Regions from separate parts of the Rattus norvegicus genome. Here regions 1 and 2 are each linked to region 3. Evidence: chromatin contacts called from public Hi-C data. All regions are on one chromosome and are shown on one strand. Each heading gives the region's core, a stretch centred on a gene start, on an enhancer-like site or on the middle of the called end of the contact. The rest is flanking DNA. Distances are from core to core; before and after follow the strand shown. Region 1 has its middle 180 kb from the start of Cand1. Region 2 has its middle 180 kb from the start of Dyrk2. Region 3 holds the start of Dyrk2 (dual specificity tyrosine phosphorylation regulated kinase 2).

Region 1 (4,207 bases), core at 1,617-4,116, 180 kb before region 3:
TGTGTGCTTTCATTCTCTTTGTTTTGTTGCCAAGACGATTAGTTTCTTGCTTCTTCTAGGGTATAGCTTGCCTCCTTATGTTGGGCTTTACCATTTATTATCCTTTGTAGTGCTGGATTTGTAGAAAGATATTGTGTAAATTTGGTTTTGTCATGGAATATCTTGGTTTCTCCATCAATGTTAATTGAGAGTTTTGCTGGATACAGTAACCTGGGCTGGCATTTGTGTTCTCTTAGGGTCTGTATGACATCAGTCCAGGATCTTCTGGCCTTCATAGTTTCTGGCGAGAAGTGTGGTGTGATTCTGATAGGTCTCCCTTTATATGTTACTTGACCTTTTTCCCTTACTGCTTTTAATATTCTTTCTTTATTTTGTGCGTTTGGTGTTTTGACAATTATGTGACGGGAGGTGTTTCTTTTCTGGTCCAATCTATTTGGAGTTCTGTAGGCTTCTTGTATGTCTATGGGTATCTCTTTTTTTAGGTTAGGGAAGTTTTCTTCTATGATTTTGTTGAAGATATTTACTGGTCCTTTGAGCTGGGAGTCTTCACTCTCTTCTATACCTATTATCCTTAGGTTTGATCTTCTCATTGCGTCCTGGATTTCCTGTATGTTTTGGACCAGTAGCTTTTTCCGCTTTACATTATCTTTGACAGTTGAGTCAATGATTTCTATGGAATCTTCTGCTCCTGAGATTCTCTCTTCCATCTCTTGTATTCTGTTGGTGAAGCTTGTATCTACAGCTCCTTGTCTCTTCTTTTGGTTTTCTATATCCAGGGTTGTTTCCATGTGTTCTTTCTTGATTGCTTCTATTTCCATTTTTAATTCCTTCAACTGTTTGATTGTGTTTTCCTGGAATTCTTTCAGGGATTTTTGCGATTCCTCTCTGTAGGCTTCTACTTGTTTATTAATGTTTTCCTGTGTTTCCCTAAGTGTGTTCATGTCTTTCTTGAAGTCCTCCAGCATCATGATCAAATATGATTTTGAAACTAGATCTTGCTTTTCTGGTGTGTTTGGATATTCCATGTTTGTTTTGGTGGGAGAATTGGGCTCCGATGATGCATTGTAGTCTTGGTTTCTGTTGCTTGTGTTCCTGCGCTTGCCTCTCGCCATCAGATTATCTCTAGTGTTACTTTGTTCTGCTATTTCTGACAGTGGCTAGACTGTCCTATAAGCCTGTGTGTCAGGAGTGCTGTAGACCTGTTTTCCTCTCTTTCAGTCAGTTATGGGGACAGAGTGTTCTGCTTTCGGGCGTGTAGTTTTTCCTCTCTACAGGTCTTCAGCTGTTCCTGTGGGCCTGTGTCTTGAGTTCACCAGGCAGCTTTCTTGCAGCAGAAAATTTGGTCTTACCTGTGGTCCTGAGGCTCAAGTTCGCTCGTGGGGTGCTGCCCAGGGGCTCTCTGCAGCGGCAGCAACCAGGAAGACCTGTGCCGCCCCTTCCGGGAGCTTCAGTGCACCAGGGTTCCAGATGGTCTTTGGCTTTTTCCTCTGGCGTCCGAGATGTGTGTGCAGGGAGCAGTCTCTTCTGGTTTCCCAGGCCTGTCTGCCTCTCTGAAGGTTTAGCTCTCCCTCCCACGGGATTTGGGTGCAGAGAACTGTTTATCCGGTCTGTTTCCTTCAGGGTCCGGCGGTGTCTCTGGCAGGGGTCCTGCCGCTCCTGGGCCCTCCCCCACGGGAGCCCAGAGGCCTTATACAGTTTCTTCTTGGGCCAGGGATGTGGGCAGGGGTGAGCAGTGTTGGTGGTCTCTTCCGCTCTGCAGCCTCAGGAGTGCCCACCTGACCAGGCGGTTGGGTCTCTCTCTCACCGGGTCTGGGAGCAGAGAGCTGCTGCGGGCCGGGATCCGCGGGTGTGGGACTTCCGGTAAACACAGAACGTGCCCGGTCCTAGAGCTCTAGTCGTGATTTTTGATTAGCAGTCATATCTCCCCAGTGGAGTCTTTGGGGGTCTTCCCTCTACTCTCACTGACTCTGGACATTGCTATCATTCACTCCATTGTCCGTTCAAGCCGGTGCAGCCAACAGTTTGGCTGTGGGAAGTAGATGCTATCATCCACAGAGTCCACAGAAGAGAATCAGACAGTCCAGTTCCAAAACAAGAAACGTATAATGTTTCATGCTGATTATTTTGTACTTGGCTGCCTCGTGGCTTGCCAAGGTCACAGGCCTGTGGTCTGTGGGTCTTCAGTCAGACTTGTCTGATTGAATCCCCATAGCATGCAGGGAGGAATGGGGTCACTGGAGATGGACATGAGGAGCCGGTTATCCTTAGGTCACTGTCTAGCCAGAGGCTGCTGAGAAACAACTAAATGAACTCCTACAATGAGCTTGCAGAGCTGTGGAATCCTGCGGGCAAGGCATCTGACGCTCACTGTATAGGTCAAGAAAGGTTTTGTTTGGATGAAGTAACACTTTACTTAAGATCTAAAGGGCTGAAGAGATTTTAGCCAAAGAGACAGGAGAAAAGCAAAGCGGGGAGGGCCAGGCTCTTTTGTGAAGGCCGTTATGCATGCATATGATTGCCAGCGGACTGTAGCTCCTGGGGGCCGATGCATCAGTCTAGCCCTGGCTTGTAGCATAGCACCTGCCACGCAGAAGATGTCCAAGGAAATGTTTATCGAATAAGTGGGAGAATGAATGAATGAGTGAATGAATGAATGAGTTTATGCTGATTGGCAAGGGTCCAGACAACCTCAGAAGGCGGAGGTTCTTAGAAGGTGGAGGTTTCCACTTGGTCCTGCCTCAGTTGGCCAGGAGACAGGAAAGTTGCATGGGTTCTTTGTGTAGCTGGACTTCTTATCCCCGGTGTGGCTGCTGATGTGGTTTCCACATGCAACAACACGTTCCAACCCACTGCTTTGAAAAGTAGCGTGCGATTTCCCAGCGGATGACTGACAAACAAGGACTGAACAGCCAGAACTGATTGAGAGTTTGAGCATTGCTCAAGTCCTCAATCAATCAGACGGTGGTTGCGGAAACAGGCCTCTCGCGCTTCCCTTATGATTGGATAAAAACTGAGTTTCCTTGTTGCCTTTCTCAGCTGCCGAGTTTCGGAGCTTAACGGGAGGTGGTTCCACAGGCCCACACAGCTGCCCACACTCTGTCAGTGAGCTCTGGGTTTCTGAATCACCTTGGGAAAATGGGAAATGATTAACAGAAAGAAAGAAGCAAAGTTCTGTCTTCTGAATGAGTGATAGTAACTCAAGTGGTGACTCCTAAGAGATGCGTGGGGAAGCTCACGGAGGGGGCAGAGGACAGCCCTGTGATCTCAGGCGTCGCTTTGATAAGGGAAACTCTGCCTCAAACTGGGGAGAGGCCAAGTAGGCAAGAGGTTCTGAGTGGGAGAACTTGAGTAACAGGGTTGGAGAATCTTGTGTATTCTTCAGTGGCCTCACCACGTGAGCTGATGTTTGACTGTAGCAGTAGCTCCCGGGGGGAACCATGGCTCACAGTGTGCTTCCCAACTGTGGATGTCCATTAGAACCCTCGGCCGCCGGCAGAGTTAAAAATATATCAGCCTTGGGCCTTCCCAATTCTTGATTTAATCGCTGGGAGGGAAAACCAGGCATTTGGTAGTTTTCAAAGTTCTCTGGGCAATTTTAATTGACGATTAACAAGTTGTAGTAGATTAGGCAGGCTTTACACCAGCGGAGAAGCTGTCTATTCCCTACCACAGCCCCTTTCCCAGGACAAGGGGGAGGAAGGGAGAGTCAGGAGAGGAGTAATTAAGGGTTCCATGTGAGGCTTTAAAACCCTCAGGCAAGAGAGGCTGTGGAAGCCAGAGGACACCCATATTACTAGATTTGCCCTTGGAATCAAAAGGAAAATATGAAAAAGTGAAGAATTAAACCAGAGTTTTGAAAAGACAGAACAATGGGTTGTGGGCAATGTCCTTCCAGGACATCTTGAACTATTTCTAGCCCAAACTTACCAATCACGTGAAGGAGTCTGCACAGCAAGAGCCCATGGGAGGGTAAATTATCACTGACATGGGTGGCGGTAAAACTCGTGATTTTGACTGAAGACAGCAGAGAAATTCATGACTCCAGGGAGACCCGGAGCAGAGCCTGGGAGCGCCTCTCTTAGGCGAGGATGGTGACGTCAGTAACAAGATTTCACGTTTGAGAACCATCATGTTTAGGGGTTATTGTTTGAAATATCACCGATGCCGCTAGTGGTAGGGGTTATAAGTGGAAGGCTTCTACAAAGTT
Region 2 (3,994 bases), core at 783-3,282, 180 kb after region 3:
TTATTTACTTCCAATCTCTCCTCAGAAGGAAGAAAATAAAAAAACATGTCTCATGCAATTGAACCAGATTAAGTAGTTCTGTGTACACATGTCACTGTCTTCGATTTTGATATCATGAAAACAAGTTAGGCTCAATCCTTTCTGCTGGAGTGGACCTTTCCTTCGACGCCCCGTTCCAAATACTTACCTAGCTCTCTGCCCTAAAATACATGGTGGGGGATACAGTTGGATGACTCTGGACTCCACAGTCTAATGGAGAATTAAAAAACAAAACCTGAACAAGAATAACAAATAAGACATATGGTGTGAAAGAAGTTAGTACATGATACAGTGTGGGGTGAGCCATCAGTTCTCTGAAGAGAACGTTTCTAGAAAAGAAGTAGCTTCTCATCAAACCTCACAAGACAGGAAAGTGGGTCACAAAAGACAAGGGTGGGGCTCGTAGACATGGGTACTATAAAAGAAAAACCTGAGGACAAGAGGTAAGAAAGAGAGAGAGAGAGACAGAGACAGAGAGAGAGAGAGACAGACAGAGAGAGACAGACAGAGAGACAAAGAGACAGACAAAGACAGAGACAGAGAGAAAGAGACAGAGAGAGAGACAGAGACAGAGACAGAGACACAGAGACACAGAGACACAGAGACAGAGACAGAGACAAAGAGAGACAGTGAGAGATAGAGAGAGACAAGAGAGGGAAGAGCCTGATCCACCAAGGAGAATGGAATCCTGGAGAATTGAGAATAGTCAGTCCCATTGAATCCTGTTCATGGTGAGTCCTTGGGAAAAGACAGAAATAAACAGCTCTGTTACTGGGACTAAAGAAACTCGGCTTTTGGTTTCCAAGTGTGCATGGCCTGTGTATTAACTGTGTAGTTACGCTGATGCCAGTGCACTCTGAAGTTCCCAAACATAAAAGTAGCATCTGGTGAGTGGTTCACTAGCGCTCTTCACCCACAGGACCATTGGACTGTGGGACCTCTGCTGGGGAGTGCTGTGTGCGCAGAGACCTCACAGAGGAGTGGTCAGTTATTCCTGAGAGAAGGAATAAACCTAGCACCCACGCTCATGGGTAACGCTTGTTTAAAATGAATACCTATGTGACCGAATGATGCAAGAGTGACAAGACATAGATGGTCCTGAGAGAGAAGGGAGACCTCCTCTCCCTCTCTCCCCCTTTCCCTCCCACTCCCTCTTCCTCCCCCCTCTTCCTTCTCTGCCTCCCCCTTCCTCCCCCTTCCTCTTCCTCCCCCTTCCTTTCCCTCCCCTCCCTCCTCCCTCTCTCCCTCCCCCTCTCTCCCTCTCCCTCTCTCTTTACCCCTCTCCCTTCTACTTCTATTCCTCCTTTCTCTCTCCCTCCCCACTCTCCCTACCCCTCTCCCTGCCTTCCTTCCTGAACGTTAGCTACTCGTATTTATATCCCAGTCACAATCTGGATTTAAGCTGCCCCCTTTTAGGAGTCATACATTATTGCTTGTCTTTAAGAAAAATTGATTTCTCTTCCTCCTCCTCCTCCTCCTCCTCCTCCTCCTCCTCCTCCTCCTCCTGCTCCCCCTTCTTGCTTGGTCCTAGCTGTCTTTAGTAGAATATTTAAAGGAGAGACCACGGAGCCCATGACGAAGCAAGAGATGAAGTACTGATAGAACCCTTAAGAAAAGAAGAAATCAGTGGTTCAGAGTAATGTGATTAGCATAAATTAGCTGGCCCATGGAGCACAGACGACCCCCCCCCCCAGAGACTTCCCTGCAAGAGGGCCTTTTAGAATCTCGGACTTCCCAGAAGCATGCAAATGGACAGCAGGTCTTTGGTAATGAGATGTAACACTAGTAGGCAGTATAAACGTTACACACAGACCAGACAAGTCTTAACCTTGCTCCATATCCCCCTTGAAATAAAATATATGTCACTGGGCCTCTGAGGGAAAGGTATTCTTTGCTCTCTGCTGAGTCTGCAGGAAAGAATGTTCCAGACTGTTTGCCATGTTTCCTCTGCTTCCAAAAAAAGATTAAGACTGAAGTAAGTCAGGCCAGAAATAAAAACCATGGCCTCCCTCTCCTTCTGTCAGCAGAGATTAAACAGATGATGACCAATCACTGTTCCCTGCCACATTCCCAGGACAAATGGAAAATATCTAATGCTGAAAAGGAGGGCTCTGGGCCTCCCTTCACAGGACAGACAGTGTCCACATAATAGGTTGCCTCTCAGGCACAGGAATCACAGATTGATTTAGTGTTCAAACACGTTTGTAAACTGTTGCGGGAACCCTTAGGGCCAGACAGATTCTCATATTCAGCTCCGTTTAGACCACGTCCTTTGATAAGAGCTTCCGTGTCTATGAGGGCTCATACTGCTCCTCCCTCCACCCCCACCTAAACCTAGTCAATGGGTTGCTATTCAGTGAGCAGGTTAGAGAAAGGATTTAAGGAACACTTAGAAATACTTTTTGTTAAGTTTCGGAGTCATTCAGAACATCCATGTGGAGAAATGCAAATCTCTCTCAAAAGACTCAGAAGAGATGAGCTGCTCCTAAGTGGCCTTTTGTCAAATGGATGTCTGAGGCAGGTTCTTAAAGCTCTAGAGTTTCCACTCCAGCTGTAGTTCTGGTTCCTAGATTAGCACTGAACGTGAAGTGGGACTCAGAGTCACTTATCCAGAGTGCTCCAGGGAGCCTAGACCATGTAGGAGTGTGTATCTCAGGGACATTTAGAAATACACCACTGCAGGTAGAAGCAAAGGCTGCCTTCGAGATGTCAGACTCATATCTTCTGATTGTGCCTCAGTGGTTAGGATAGTTAGTGTTTGTTAAGTCAGTATTCGATAGTGTGACTCTCTTCCCTAAAATACAGCTAGAAATGACAGCTTTGTTACTTTCTGATCTGTTACTGATCTGATCTGCTCCTTTCTGATCTCCTCCGAGGCACTCAGTGAAGGTCACAAGGTCCTTTTAGAATTCTGGGCACCTTTTTATGTCTGAGTTTTAGGAGCCGATCTGGGACAGATGCCTCCCTATAACTTCTGACTATTAAAATGTCCTTTCCGTGAGTCATATCTTCTTTTCAACTTTACTTTGGGAATTTGAGATTTATGTTTAACTGCCCTGAAACAAACATTCACAATTTAAAAATAAAGCCTCTATGCAGAGGGCAAAACTCAGTACCATAGAAGTGCATCCAAGGGTTGGAAAGGAGCCGGCTAAAGCCTTTGCAGCACCAAAAAAGACATGTCAGCACTCCGGACAGTTTTCTCAATGTAACAGTTTAGAGTTGTAAGTAACGGAAATTTACTGGGGCTGGGTTGGGCAAAACAAAGAGGATGAAGGAAATTAGACCCACATCACACAGTTCTAAAGAGCTAGCTCCAAACAGACTACACCGGGAGAAAATTCTAGAGTCAATGTCGAGCACTAGGACACTCAAAGTCGGTGGACATTTTTATCAATAGGCCCTTAACGGTGTCTGAGCTCCGCAGCTCTGGCCTTCGTATCTCCCTTCCACTTCTCAGGTTTCTGGAGACAAATTTCTGATGTTCCCACTTTGATTAGCTATTATTGTTTGACAGTTATTCTAGAGGACAAACTCATTTCGGAGAACCCTCGGTCCTCTAAAAGATCTACTGGGAGAACTACAAATGGGAGAAGTAAAGGACACCGGGATGCTTGGCTAAAACCCTGCGTGGGAGCAAAGAAAAGGGTGAATGGGCAGAACGTAACATTCCCATAACAACCACATTTTGGCTAAGTCAATGAGAGTCAAAGTCACACATTCTGAAATGCAAGAAACTGTATGAGAGCGAAGCTGCCGTCTCTCTGCTTTTGGAAGTCATTGGCTGCAAGCAGACCGTGGGAAGGGCAGCCTGGTCTATGGACGTTGTTGTGGACTCGTGACTGGATCATCGGGCACCACCCGTGCATCCCATCCTCACAGCCGGACTGCTGGAGGTTGCCATGTCTGCCTTAGTCCTTTTCCTCAGTAAGAGAATGCAACGAGTGGAAAGAGC
Region 3 (4,293 bases), core at 1,089-3,588:
GTGCGAGTGAGTGTGTGTGAGTGTGTGTGAGTGTGTGTGAGTGTGTGTGTGAGTGTGAGTGTGTGTGTGTGTGTGTGTGTAGGGAGACAGAGAGTTGTGATCTTCCACCTTCCAAACCATGTTGGGGGTTGCTGGAGGCTCCAGGAGGGGGAGAGAGAGAGAGAGAGAGAGAGAGAGAGAGAGAGAGAGAGAGAGAGAGAGAGTGTGTGGTGGGCATGGAGAGTTGGGGTGGGTATGATCAAAATACACTGTTATGAAACTGTCAAAGAGTAAAAGGTATTTTATTTAAAGTTCATTAAATGAGACATATATCTTTTTCCTTAATTAAAGCAAATCATTTTCCTTGTAAAAAGAAAGTGTTCCTTTTCTCTCATGTTTAATCTATTAATATCATTAATTTGGAAGTAGAGCTAAAACATACCTGTACTATTAGTATCCTTATTTATGATTTTTCTTATTCATTTAATTTTGAAGCAATGGTGTTTGAAATACTGTACAGATAACTTGATGCCAAAATTGATATTTAAGAACAATATTTTTTGAAACATTAGTCATATGCTGAGTACTCAAAGTAAGATGGGAAGGAAATAATTGTTTAGAAGAGTAAGGGGGGGACACTTCCCGAGTTTTCTTGACAGTGCACAGGCTATAAGCAGAGCAACAGTGAGACTAAGCTGGGAATCTCAGATACATTGTAGCCTTGTAGCCGCTCCTTACTACCCGCTTTCTGTTAGTTAAGTCTGAATGCTACTCAAGCCTTCCTGTGTGGGTTTGAAGGTGATCATCACACGGAGGAATTTCTTGCTAGGGGCAATTTAGGTTATGATATGAGCCGATTATTAATACACTACTGCGTCCCTACTTTCTTGCAAAAGGAAGAAAATTAGGCTGTCTCTGTCTCTCTGTGTCTCTGCCTGTGTTTGTCTCTCTCCTTTCTGTCTCTGTCATTCTCTTCGAAGGTGGAGTGTGCCCTCCTCTTATTACTCTGTAGGCGCCCTAGAGGGTCACACTGTAATGTGGGCCCGTCCTTTTGGCATTTGGTTAAAGCTGAGGTGATCTTTGCAAGAGGTTGCTATGACAATTTGCCAACAGCATAGCCTGTACAACTCTGCAGGAGGTAGCTCCCTCTAGACTGAAGTCTGCTCTAGTTGGGGCCAGCACTCTGGGACTTGGAGAAGACACAAGGAGCAGGGCAATAAGGGATGGACACAGGACTCCAGGAGCAGTTCAGAAACTAGGCACCTCCCAGGAAGGAAGTGCATGCCTGGACGCGGTCCAACTTTCTTCCCTATCTGCTGGGGATTTTTCGAGCTTTCGCTCCACACCTGACTGTTCAAGTGGACAAAGGTGCCCAAGTGTGCCACGCACGACAAAGCATAGGTGTGCGACAGAGAAACAAATGCTGTTCTTTCTGGGAAGCAGAGGCTGTAGCCCACGAATGAATAGGGCAGGGAAATTCTCCACGTGTCTGGGAAGGGAAAGAAAAAAAGAATCTTTTCCTCCGAGGATGTGGGGAATCAGAGGTGTCGCCCCAGTGCAGCAGAGAGCTGAAAGGAAGGTGTGTCTGTCTCAGTGGCCGCGCTGGGGAAAGGCTTCGAGTTGTAAGGAAATGGGAGGCGTCTCTGATGTTTATTTTTGCCTAGCAACCCACAGCCAACTGCTACCTCAGCTGCGGTCCACAGGCGCCTGTCTGCCTCCCCTTGTCCTAGAGACTGGAGGGCAGCGGTCACTCGGTGTCAGTGAATCAGGGAGGGCGTGCGTGGCCGAGATGGAAGTGGAAGGGCAGCCCCTTCCTTCGTCCATGCTTGGGTCACCAAGCTCAGCCGCAGTCCCTCCTCGGGGCCTGACTTTCCGAGGTGACCCTCATACAACTAAGTTCTCTCCATGATAAAACTGGGGAGAGGGGTTGGCTGGGCCACTGGGACAGGGACAGGGGCCGGGGCTGGGGGGCCGCAGTATTGTCTGGGAGCAGCCATTAGGGGCGGTGTTTAGGGGCGTGATGGGAGAGGGAGGGGTCTCTGCAGCAATTTCGGGAGGAGGCCGGCCGCGGTAGGTTGCGCGGTAGGGCAGGGAGGGGCGTCGCAGGGGCGAGGGGGACACGGGGAGAGGGCAGATGGCCGCAGGGGAGGCGCAGGGCGAGCCCGAGCCGCAGTTTTCCTGGGAGCGGAGGACGGCTCTGCGGAAGATCGGAGAGGGTGGGACTCCCGGGGTGGCGGGTGGGGGTGGGGTGGCCGCCAGCCTGTGTGGCTGGGGCCGGGGGAGTCCGGGGCGGGGCCTCAGCGGGGGCGGGGCTGGCCTTCTCGGGCGCGAGCCGCGGGGGCGAGCGTGTGTGCGAGTGTGCGCGAACGCGCGCAGGCCCGGGAGGAGGCTCCCGAGCGAGTGGGTCCCGGCGGCCGCAGCCCGCTCCCCGCGGCCCCGATGTGAGGGAGTCGGGGAGGCCAGCGGTGCGGCAGGGGAGGGCGAGGCATGTGCACGGGCCGGGGGGTACAGCAGCCGCCCGAGGACGAGGGGGACGGCGGAGGCGAGGAGGAGAGCGGGGGGCTCGCGGCGGCGGGTCCGGGCCGAGGGGATGCAGTGGACTGCGTGTGTCTGGCTGTAGCGGGAGAGAGGAAGCGACGAGGCGCGGGGGACCCGCGTGAGGGGCGACCAGGAGGCGGCGGCGGCGGCGGCGGCGGCGAGGAGTAGCGGCGGGACCGGCGGCGAGGGCAGCACTGCCATGCACGTTCCTCTCCCGCGGCCATGTTAACCAGGAAACCTTCGGCCGCCGCTCCCGCCGCCTACCCGACCGGTAAGGGCCCCGGGACCCTGTCGGCGGCACGGGGCGCGGGCTGCGCGTGTTGGTGCCCCGGGATCCCTGAACCCGGCGGGTTGAGCGAGGGGCATCCGGAGCGCGACCCCGCCGCAGCGCCCTCTCGGTGGCCCGCCCTCCCCTCCCCCGGCCCGGCGACGTGGGCTCCGGAGCTCTGGCCCAGCGCTGCTCCCCTCCGGGTCGCGAACTTAACTTTGCAGCTGGCGGGTGCGCGCCGGGGAGCCGCGTCCCGACCCCCCTCCTTTCCCGCACGCCGCCGGCTTTTCCCGGGCCGGGTGTCTCCTTCCATCTTCTCCCTGGAAGAGGGGGTTCTCTGCCCACCGGGGCGGGGGCGGGGGTCTGGGTAGCTCTCTTTCCCCACCCTGACCCTCTTTTGTCTCCTCCCGCGCGTGGCTCCCAGGCCGAGGAGGGGACACCGCCGTTCGCCAGCTTCAGGCTTCCCCGGGGATCGGCGCGGGGGCTCCCCGAAGCGGAGTGGGGACCGGCCCACCCTCCCCCATCGCCCTGCCGCCTCTCCGGGCCAGCAACGCTACCACTACATCCCACACGGTGAGACCTGGCTTTGGGAGGGCGCCGGGCAGACCCCTGGCTTGTTGGGTTCTTGCTGTGGGAAGAGAGGGCCGAATCTCCACGCCCCTGGCAGGGGCCTGTCCTCGACGCCGCCCTCTGTAACTTGGGCGAGCCCCGAGCTGCTGCCACAAAAGAGATTCGTGGCGTGGGCCCCTCGCTTCCCTCTGAAGCTCGCCCACACCAGAGCTCCTTTTCCTGGGAACTTCCTCCTTGCGCCCCCTCCCCCCTTTTTTCATCTGTGCTTCCTAGAGCTCCCTTCCCCGGCCGGTAAACATCTATTCCCAACCCCAGGGGTAGTGGATATTTATAGAAACGTATGTGTTAGGGGACAGCTAGGCTACCCTGCCCGGAAAATCGATCCCCCAAAGAGCCTCAGAGGCCTGGCTGCAGCCAGCAGGGAGCACCCGCCAATTGTCCCCCGCGTGTGTAAGCATGTTTTATGAGAGCTACAGGTTTGAGCACAGCAGAAATTGTAATTAACATTAACAAAAATAAGAGCTACAGCAGTAGTCAAAACAAAACAACCACCACTGTAGGATTCTCAGCGTGGATATTGACTCAAAAGGAAAGGGCCGGCTTTGCTTTGTAGGTGGCAAGGGAAGGGCACCTGACAAGGGCTGTGCAGTCCCTTGAGGCCCTGGGGAGTGCGGAGCCTGGGACTGGTGGCTGCAGAGACTGGGGAGCTGGGCTGACTTCAGCTTGTACCTTTCCTCAGCCCCTAGCGATGGCCTTTGGATGGTGACCATGAGCCTAAAGGAGGTGTGCGCTTGCAGGTGATGGTTTTAAAGATCTCTTTCCCAAAGGCTCTCTGGGAATGTGAGCAACCTAGGATGGTTTCTGTGTGAGGTTGCCTGCAGGATGTAGGATTTTGTGGCTAAGTGAAAGTTGCTTGAAAGTACCCACCCATGGTTTGT

The links. Hi-C and Micro-C count contacts between places; a contact is called where the count stands out from the background.
Region 1: a contact with region 3 is called in a Hi-C map of mammary epithelial cells, with 2.8 times the contacts expected there. The contact joins the enhancer-like site here to the promoter of Dyrk2 in region 3. A contact is called at or near these places in 7 of 12 Hi-C or Micro-C datasets (the A7r5 cell line, frontal cortex, liver and 3 more) and 1 of 1 datasets of contacts at active chromatin or transcription factors (oligodendrocytes).
Region 2: a Hi-C map of the A7r5 cell line shows a contact between it and region 3, with 4 times the contacts expected there. The contact joins the enhancer-like site here to the promoter of Dyrk2 in region 3. A contact is called at or near these places in 2 of 12 Hi-C or Micro-C datasets (the A7r5 cell line and prefrontal cortex).

Annotation. Positions count from the first base shown.
Region 1 is chr7:56,427,255-56,431,461 of GRCr8, reverse strand. No RefSeq gene overlaps it. Among named protein-coding and RNA genes, the nearest start is that of Cand1, 180 kb to the left of the region's middle. Within about 2 kb of position 2,866, at least 5 of the 93 cell types and tissues checked have an H3K27ac peak or open chromatin away from gene starts, as enhancers often do. A contact at or near this core is called in liver, where this site is marked.
Region 2 is chr7:56,068,734-56,072,727 of GRCr8, reverse strand. No RefSeq gene overlaps it. Among named protein-coding and RNA genes, the nearest start is that of Dyrk2, 180 kb to the left of the region's middle. Within about 2 kb of position 2,032, at least 5 of the 93 cell types and tissues checked have an H3K27ac peak or open chromatin away from gene starts, as enhancers often do. A contact at or near this core is called in the A7r5 cell line, where this site is marked.
Region 3 is chr7:56,246,705-56,250,997 of GRCr8, reverse strand. It overlaps Dyrk2 (dual specificity tyrosine phosphorylation regulated kinase 2), which reads left to right and starts at 2,338. Exons shown (of 3, transcript NM_001108100.2): 1 at 2,338-2,788; 2 at 3,210-3,358. The coding sequence starts at 2,740.